Regions from separate parts of the Oryctolagus cuniculus genome. Here region 2 is linked to region 1. The links are chromatin contacts, called in public Micro-C maps. All regions are on one chromosome and are shown on one strand. Each heading gives the region's core, a stretch centred on a gene start, on an enhancer-like site or on the middle of the called end of the contact. The rest is flanking DNA. Distances are from core to core; before and after follow the strand shown.

Region 1 (4,636 bases), core at 1,578-4,077:
AGGCCAGCCAAGGCAGCAACAAGACTGTGTTCTACGGCACCAAGAGCAAGCAGGACCTGGTTTGACATCAAAGCTGGGCAAGATGACTTCAGAAAATGCCTCTGACCATGAGACTTTAAGGCTTAATTTTTCCTAACCCAGCTCTCATGCCCGGGACAGTGGTTCAGGGATCTCTTTAACACAAGGACAAAGACATCATGGGTTTAGCCTTTTGACCATTCATAGCTCTTCCCTGCAGGGTACTCCACTGCATCCCAAAAGAACAATCAAATGCTATCAATAGCCACATGCTGTCAGCTCCATTTTAAAGACCGGGAAACTGAGGCCCACAAGAGTAAACTGACTTGCCCAGGGCCCACATCTGACAATGAGGCTGCTGATTCCCTGGGTTTTCATGCTACTGTCATTTTTTTTTCCCGCTCACTTATCAAACCAAGGTATAGCAACCTGAAGGGAGAGAAAGGGCAGTTGGAAGAGAAGAGCTCTACAAAGGGAAAAATAACCAGCAAGAGAGGACCAGCGTCATGCGTGTCCCTGACAGCTGACAGTGGGTGACCCCGTGGCCCTGGAGAGCTCTGAACTCCTTGTCCAAGGCTGGCTCGGGGAGGAAGGTTGCTGCTGGGTGCTTGGTGTCCTGCTCATCCGGTTGCAGCTAGGCCCTGGGAGTACGAGCAAACTCAATTCTTCTTGGTGCTGCGTGAAAACAGGAAGTCACAAGTGGCTTTACTCTGCTTTCAGCGTGGGTCCCCAACAGCTACTGTCAAGGGTGCAGGAACGACTTGAGAAACAATCCCTAATTCCCCGGCAGCTCACTTCCACTGCTGTCCCCCGGCACACACAAGAGGTGGGGATGCCGGGGGCCTTGCCCATGAGCCTCTTGGAGGGTGAGTTTAGGGGGCTAGACCAAATAAGGCCCTGTGGGCTCTCTGCGAGCAGGAGCAGAGAGCCTGGCAGGGTGGGAAGTCCAGCAGGTCAGCGTGTGTCTGCCAGCTCCATCACCTGTCCATTCATTTGACAACGGAGGGCTGACTATGGTGCTAAAGCCAGGGCAGCCCTGGTGAAAACGCTCACTTGCTCTGGGCTGCGTTTCCTCATCTGCACCATGGGGACAGTCCCTGCCCACAGCGCTTCTGTGACGACAGAAGGAAATCACCCGCCGAGCTCCCTGCCAGCCACACTTGGGATCCATTCTCAGCACGGAGGAGGTGTGCTACCCGCTGCGTGCCCTGGCCTGGGATGCTCCAGTCCTTTCGCAAAGCTGCGAGCTGGAGGGAGTGTGGTCCAGCCTGGCTGCCCTACTCTCCCTTCCCAGGAGCCCGGGGCCAGCAGGAGGTGAAGCCCTGCCAGCCCCCAGCCTGGGCCCAGCGCCCATGTTTATGACTGTTTATTTCGGAGCAAGTAGAGAGGAGAAATTAGAGCCATAAAAGACAGGACAACAGACCAATAAAAACCAGCTCCCAGAAGAGTCAGGAGGACGAAGGGAGGCAAAACTGTCACCATAGCAACACAAGACAGTCAGAAACACGCAGGAAAAACAGCCCCTGTTCTGCCTCCTCTCTGCTGCAGAGCCAGCCCTCAAAGCCCATTCGGAGCTCCATGAAAGCCAGCAACCATCCACCCTAATACCCCCAGCCCCCAGGCCCAGATCTGGCTCGGGGCCGCCCTCCTCCTGCGGCCCAGCGCAAGCCCCTGCCCTATCTGGTCCCAGCCCAGCTGCACTGGGGATTGGATGCTATGCAGATGGCACAGACCTCATCCAGAGGCTAGAGATGGTGACAGAGGGGAAAGTTTCCGGCAGGACAAGGAGGGAGGGCCACAGGGCTGTGGGAGGGATGGAGGGCCTGAGCTCCAGTGGCTGGACCCTACCCCTGGGTTCCCTGGAGACCTGGCACTAAAGCGAGGACCAGAACCCAGAAAGGTGGTCCCATCAGCACCAAACCCTCTGCCCCAACACAGTGGCTTGGAAATTCTAGGGATCACCAGGGTCGGGGGTGGGGTGAGGTGGGGAAGCAACCTTGGAGGCCTTAAATGACAAAGCCTCTGGCCCTGGTCTCTGGGAACACTGGCCAGAAAGTCAGGGTCGCTTGGAGGAGGACTCAGGGACCAGCTGGCCCATTGTGACAGCGGCTTCTCATCTGGGACCTTCCACTGGCAAAAGGGACAGGTGTCTCCACCAAAAAGCACAGCTGGCCTGAGACCAGCCTTCTGGGAAGTGGGTCAAATTGTTCCAGAAGCTCAGGGCTCAGGTTCTGGGTTCTGGGAACCGAGGAGGCAGGGTCCTGGGCCAGCAGCTGGCCGGCTGGCTGAGGGCGTCCGGGGCAGGTGGCAGCCGAGAGCCCAGGTGTGCACCGACTGGGGAGGGCCAAAAGGGAGTGGTGGGGAGCCGGGCCCCTGGCGGTGGGAAAGGGAAAGCAGCTACCTGGGTTAATGGGGTGAGGGGGGCAGTGTGGAGGGGCGAGGGGGCGCTCTGGGGAAGCAACGCCGTCGGGAAGCCGTCCTCCAGGAGAGCGGCAGTGGCGCGCACAGTCAGACCTCTGGCCGCGGACCGCCGGGAAGGGCTCGGGACCGGTGTTGCGCGCTCCCTCCCTCCCCGCAGGCTGCAAGGGCGTCGAAGCCAGGGAGGCTCGGCAAGGTTGGTCAGGGACCGGCCCGCCCCGCGCCGCAGAGCCCCTCGGCCGGAAGACCACCCCCCCACAGCCGCCCTCCGCGCCGCGCTCACCGCGAGTCGCCGCCGCCCTGCTCGGCCGCCCGCTCCGCCGCCGCCGCCGTGGACGTCTCTCCCGCGGCCGCCGCAGCCTGCGAGAAGGCGCAGGAGCCGAGCCCCGCCCCGCCCCGCCCCGCCCCGCCCCCGGCCCGGCCCGCCCCGCCGCGGCCGCCCCGCCCCGGCCCCGGGGGACCCCACCCCCGCTGTCACCCGGCGCGGCCCAGCTCTGCCCACTGCGCCTGGGAAGCTGGCGCTGCCCATCTCGGTGCACGGTGCGCCGGCCCTTCCGTCCGCCTTGGCCACTCGGCCTTGCGCACCAAGCCCCTTCTGCTGGTCCGCAGCGAATTCCTTCAGACCCCACTATTCCCCTCCAAAAGCGGGTGGGCGTAAAATCCCCTAGCTGCACGCCCACCCTCCACCTCGTGCGCCTGTGCCCTGCCAGACCTCCGCAGGCCCTTGTGCGAGTCCCATCTTGCTCCCAGCCCCTCCCAGCCCCAGGGAGGACCACCCCAAGAGCCTGCCCTAAAAATGGGATTCTCCAACAGAGTAAGTCTGCAAAAACACTTAAAAATGTTTCTATGGTGCAAAGAGAGGATGGTGGATTACAGCGTCATGGTTATGAGCATTGTTTTAAAACATCTGCCATGGAGGTTTTTTACATTAGAGAGAGGGAGAGTCAGGAAGCCAGAGAGAACCGAGCAGTGCCAAACAGGCTGTGAGTCAGAGCTCCTGTTGGGGGAGGCAAGGCTCTCGCAGACCCCGGCTGTAGCTGCTTCCTTTCCCAGTCCATCAGCAGGACTATCCTGAAAGAGTTATTCAGCGCCCAGCGCCTGTGCAGGCAGTGCGCCCCGGAGGCGGCGTCAGTGGAGCCAGCCCGGGTGAGTGGGTTGGGAGCAGAGGGAAGCCAGGCCCAGGTGCTGAGCACAGGAGACATCAAGGCTCCATCCCTTTCTGAAATCTAGCTCCAGGTGGGGGGCTAGGAGAGTCCAGACCATCCAAGGGCCTGGAAGGTTTGCATGAACTCTTCTGCCGGCTTTGGCAAGAATTCACAGTCAAGGGCAGAAGGGCACGGCCTGGTTGGAGAGAAGCAGTCTCCCACTGGGAGGGGTCCTTAGACTCTGAATGAGGGCTTTCTCCTTCTCGCCCCAGTCTGTCAAGGTTCCCTGGTGCCCTGGCCCAGCCTCTGCTGTCAATCCCCGCCAAGATTTATTTTATCTGTAAGTGGTCCTTTTAGAAAATCCTTCTTGGCCTGAGCTAAACCAGGCCTCCTTCCCCTCAAACACACACACACACACACACACACACACACACTTGGAAATGGCTGATTCTGTCTGCCTCAAACCCAGCAAGGCCTAGGGGAGGGCAAAGCCAAACCAGCCACTAACCCGGCAAAACACATCATCACAGGCCACGGGAGGAGCTTCGTCCCACAGTCCTACATCTCTAATGACACAGCGTAGCTTGGTGAGCGGGCACTATTTGATGTGGTAGGTTTCACTTGAGCGCACTTAGAGATGGCTCCTCTCTAAGTAATGGAGGCCTATGTGCATGGTAGTGCCTGCCCCATCGCAAAATCACAGGGTTTCCTAATTATCAGTGTGGACTTTAATAATTAAGCGTTTCCTCAGACACAATCATCAGACGAAATGGTCTTTCCTCAGTGATACTAATAACAAGTTTAGAAGTCATTGCGGTACAGATGACAGTGAAATTAGATTGTCATCGAGGTGGGGGCAGGTAGAATTGAGGTTGAGGTAGAATTTCCTACGCATTCATTCCCAAAACAAGTTTACTAAAATGAGCTTTAATATCTTAATCGAATTAAATGTCAACGGAACCGTTCCAGTTTGGTGTGTTTATTTTTAAGAGAGATTGAGCGTTGGCCAAGTGCGAGACACTGTGCTAAGTGACAGAATAAGGACCCACATTCCC
Region 2 (4,636 bases), core at 1,309-3,808, 42 kb before region 1:
CCGAGGCCTGCTGAGAGAACATACATCTCTGTACCAGAGTGAGGGAGCCGAGCCCTGCGCACACTGTGGTGGCAGCCCACGTTAGGTGTAAGCACAAAGGAGAAGTTCCAGGATGTGTGGCCGTATTCTTCTACACAGGAAGGGTCCACACTGGGGGCCAGCACTGTGGTGCCACAGGTTCAGGTGTCACTTGTGACGCTGGCATGCCGTATCAGAGTGCTAGTCAGAGTTCCAGCTGACCTGCTTCTGGTTCAGCTCCCTAGAAATATACCTGAGAAGGCAGCAAAAAATGGCCCGAGTATTTGGGCTGCTGTCAGCCATGTGGGAGACCGGGATGGAGTTCCTGGCTCCTGGCTTTGACCTGGCCCAGCCCCAGCTGTTAGAGGGTTTTTTAGGAGTAAACCAGCAGATGAAAGATCTCTCTGACTCTCTCTCTCTTTCTCTGCCTTTCAAATAAATGAATAAATAAATAGATAAGAAGCAAATGTCCACGGCTGGTGGTAGGAGGGAGAGAGGAAGCAGTCCCAGAGAGAACTGACCAGGTCACTGAAGGGAGAGACAGGAACGGTTATCTGCAACTGGTCTACCTCAAGTGCCCTGGATAACTGCACAGAAAGCATTTGTCTCTAGCAACATCACAGCCAGGTCTCCACCAGGAGATGACAGGACAGCTAAATTCCATCTCAGGCCGACAACCAGAGGACTGCATCCGTGCTTGTGCAGATCTGACCAGCAGAGGAATGGGAGGACCCTCTGCTTGGGGTGCTTCTTCACGGATTCTGCAGGCAGAAGGATCCCACAGCCGCAGCTCGAATCTGCTTTCTGACACACAGTTCTGCTGTTTCCTGCCTGAAGACACTGAAGGCTCAGGAGGGCCACAGATTCCAACCAGAGCACAGCTAATCACACCTCGAAATTACAGCTGCCTCAAGACGCACACCGAAGATTACTTATGTCCTTCCTGCCTCCTTGTCCTTAGATGTGCGTGCTGGCAGGAGACATGGCTGCTAACCAAACATGACAAACCTGGCAAAATGACCATCCTCAGGAAACTTCCAAGCATGCACGTGACACACACTCTGCACTACAATGCTGGCTGTTGCTGTCTATCTGCCGTCGCCACAGCCAGCAGTTCCTTACCTGGAAATAGCTCTTGTGACTCAGTTTCACCAATCCAGGCTGATGGGATGAAGCAGATGAGCAGCTGTCAGGCCAAGGCCAAGTGGGCTCCCGAAGCAGGACTGTGGCCCCTCGAGAACTGCAGCTTCCCTGTCCCGCCGGGCCCTCGCCAGGGACTGCCTGCTAAAAGGGAAAGCGTGTCTCGTCACTCGGAGGGGCGACCTCCTTCGCACACATTTTTTCTAGGGAGAACAGAGAGTTACAGGGTTGCAGATGACGAAGGCTGGAAGACCCCTAGGAGAAAATCTTGCTGAACTCTTTCATTTTACAGTTGGAGAAACTGAGGCTCACAGAAGGAAAGCGCCTCATTCAAGGATTTGACAGTTTGTGGAATCCAGATTGGAACAGGTCCCTGACTCCCGGGCCCTTGGAACTTTTCAAAAGACATCCCAGGATGAGTTCTCGAACAACAGACCATTGACCCTGAATGGGAAGCCTTTAAAAAAATTTTTTTTTTTAACCAGATTTTCAAAAAGGGAGGTGGCACTTTTTCCAGACTGCTGTTTTTGTACTTTTTGTAGTTTTACCCCTGGGAGCTAAATGAGTAAAACAGTCCACCTCTGGCATGTGGTTGGGAAGCTTCTTCTGTTTCCCATCGGAGAAATATTGCTATGGATATGCTGACCTGTGACCACAGTGCTGGGCCTCCATCTCGTAGTGACAGGCATGTGTGGGCCCAGAGGGTTCTCTGTCTCTGTCTCTCTGCCCATGTTTCAGGAAAACATAGTAACAGACATGAGCTCCCTTCCCAGTTCCCAGGAGTAGCACTTATTACGGGACTGTGTGTTTTTGGTTTTGTTTTTTTTTTGTTTTTGTTTTTGGCTACTGTACATTTGCACGGCCACTCCTCTGAGCAGAAAAATCAAATCATAGAAAAACAGACGGGAGTTCACACTTATTAAGCCAGTAATATCCGTGAAGGCGTGCCTTGTGAATTTTATAAAATATTTCCCTCATTTGTCTGTGAAAAATCCCTGTGAGGTACCATTAAGTCTGTTTCTCCCCAGAGCAGGACACCACGCTTTGCTGAGCCAGGCTGCTCTGCAAAATCGCACACAGAATATGACGCAGACCCAGAAGAGCGTCCACAATCCTAAGTCTGCTCTGTGCCCATCTGACGGGGCTACAGTCATTAGGCCCAGGCTCTAGGAGTTGTCCAGAGCTCCCGACGTTCGGATGCACCAGAAAGGTCTTCGGAAAGCCCTCAAGGATTGTTTCTATGGGGTTGCCTTTCAGACAGGGGCTCTGAAGGCCAAGGCTTCCTGCCAGGCCCCCCTGCTGGGGCTCATGTGGCCCCTGGCAGGCAGCAGGGCTGGTCCTGGTTCTGAGCAGCCACAGGGAGAGGGCACGTCAGGAAGTCGTGATCATCAACAACTGCTCGCTCTCGCTTGGGTTTGTTCCTGTTCTCAGACAGCAAGGGGCATGCCAGGAGGGATGGGGTGGGGGTGGAGAAAGAGGAAGAAAAGCAAACAGGAAGTGAAGGGGGGAGGAGGGAAGGAAATGATCGAGAAAACACAGCAACTCTGAACCGGCCCGGCCCGGCCTGGCCCGAAGCAAACGTGGTCTCTGAGCCAACATGCACAGCGGCGAGCAACCGGGTCACGACGGCACCGGGGCAGAGAATCTGATCTTCTCCAGACTCAGCCTTGGTGCCCAGAGTCCGTCTCCCCCTCCCACCCAGAGAGCACAGCCGCACATGGGGCTGATGCCCTGCCCCGGGGTGTGGACAGCGACAGCAGTGGATTCCCAAAGAGGGGCTGTGGGGTGAGAGCAGCTGCTCCCCTCCTGGCCGAGGCCAAGGCCAAGTGTATCACAAGGCATCTGGACACTAGAAGCTGCTGACGTGGTCAGGGGTCAGGGAGAGCAAGCTCAGCCTGCTTTACTCTCAAGTGCTCTCAAAGCTACAGCATGCTTTTCATGTGTGTGTGTGTGTGTGACCAATTCCTCCGACAGGGCCCAGCCAGAATCCCACTGCCTCCTACCACAAAACCAGTGCAAGAGAACACTTGGTCTCCCCCGACCACGAATCTAGGGCACTTCTGCCATGGCTTCCTGTCCGTGGGTCCACTCTACTTCCTAACAGAGACATACAGAATCTCTCCAAGTCCACATGCACATCTTTTTAGGATGGCAGTCACAGTGTAAACTGAAACACCACTCCAAGGCATAGCTCCAGTAGCTACAGCCTAAGAATACTCTAACACTGCTGAAGATACACTTCCCAGCCCCTTGATGGGCAGCGGGAGTGGGCAGGGCATGCAGAGTGGAGAGTCCCCTAACAGGCAAGTCCCCAGATACCAGTCCCCATTCCAGTGGTTTCCCCAGATCCGCTGTGCCTCTGGGAAGCTAATGAGAAGCCATGACTTAGGCAAGGTGCCCAAAAACTTGTATCACTGAAGACTTTCTGGGAGAATTCCGGTGTCACCCACCAGGCTCTGTCCTTGGAGGAACATTTGAACACATGGATCCTAACTGAACTCTCACCATCACCCGACTTCCTCCTACCTTACAGACATGATCACAAACAGTGCTCCATCAAGGACTACAGCTAATAACCTTCCGGGGTTCTGACCAGGATTCTATAAATTACATCCCTATCACTCAAAGAAACACAGAGCAGCAAAAGTAAGCAGAACTCTGGGAGGAGTCCAAGCTTTTGAAGTGGCTGCTGGTGGTTTGCTGTGTTGCTGCGTGAGTGACCCATGGGCCAGATGTCTGTTAGAGGGACAAGAGATCAAGTAGGGGAAGGAACATAGAACGCCCATCTCTGTCTCCACAAGCCGCTGAACCTCACTTCACACCAACACTCATTTCCTCCTGTCACCAGCAGCTCCAGATGGCCGGGGCAGTCTGCCTTCCCTGTAGCCCACGGCGAGAGAAGATTAACACCACTGGCCACACTCTAAGACTGAACCTCTGCAGCACCTGACAACCAGCAAAGAGTGCTGTAAGCCCTCACCTTCTTTGGTCATTTTGAGAGTGTTACAAAGCACAGGGGTAATTATCCAGTTTTAAAAAGAGCTATTAAACTGCTAGTTGGGATGGTCCACCCCTTACTGGAGTGCCTGGTTCCAGTCCTGACTACTATGCTTCCAATCCAGCTTCCTGCTGAAGAACATCCTAGGAGGCAGAGGGTGATGGCTCAGGTACCCGCCCAGACTGAGTTACCAGCTCCTGGCTCTGTAGTTGCTGCAGGCATTCAGGCATCTGGTAATTGAGCCAGCAGAAGGGAGCTCTGTCTGTCTTTCAAATAAATGTCTATTTCTTTAAACGGGGAAGCTGAGCGCCTGAGACATGAAATGACTTATCCAGGGTAACAGGGCAGAACCAGGTCTAGACAGGTGTCTCTTGACTTGTGGCCCAGAGCCCTTGGGCCAAAGGACAGATTCGACAGCTGTGTGTCTGCTACCCTTGAAAGGTTCTGGAAGTGGGAAGCAGGGCAGAGGCCAAGGGAAGA

The links. Hi-C and Micro-C count contacts between places; a contact is called where the count stands out from the background.
Region 2: a Micro-C map of ear pinna shows a contact between it and region 1, with 2.9 times the contacts expected there. The contact joins the enhancer-like site here to the promoter of CYRIA in region 1. A contact is called at or near these places in 3 of 6 Hi-C or Micro-C datasets (ear pinna, psoas muscle and an unstated tissue).

What each region holds. Positions count from the first base shown.
Region 1 is chr2:186,081,760-186,086,395 of mOryCun1.1, reverse strand. CYRIA (CYFIP related Rac1 interactor A) reads right to left here and starts at 2,827. Exons shown (of 13, transcript XM_051840141.2): 1 at 2,720-2,827.
Region 2 is chr2:186,123,008-186,127,643 of mOryCun1.1, reverse strand. CYRIA (CYFIP related Rac1 interactor A) reads right to left here. Exons shown (of 13, transcript XM_051840141.2): 3 at 1,141-1,299. Among named protein-coding and RNA genes, the nearest start is that of CYRIA, 42 kb to the right of the region's middle. Within about 2 kb of position 2,558, at least 3 of the 8 cell types and tissues checked have an H3K27ac peak or open chromatin away from gene starts, as enhancers often do. A contact at or near this core is called in ear pinna, where this site is marked.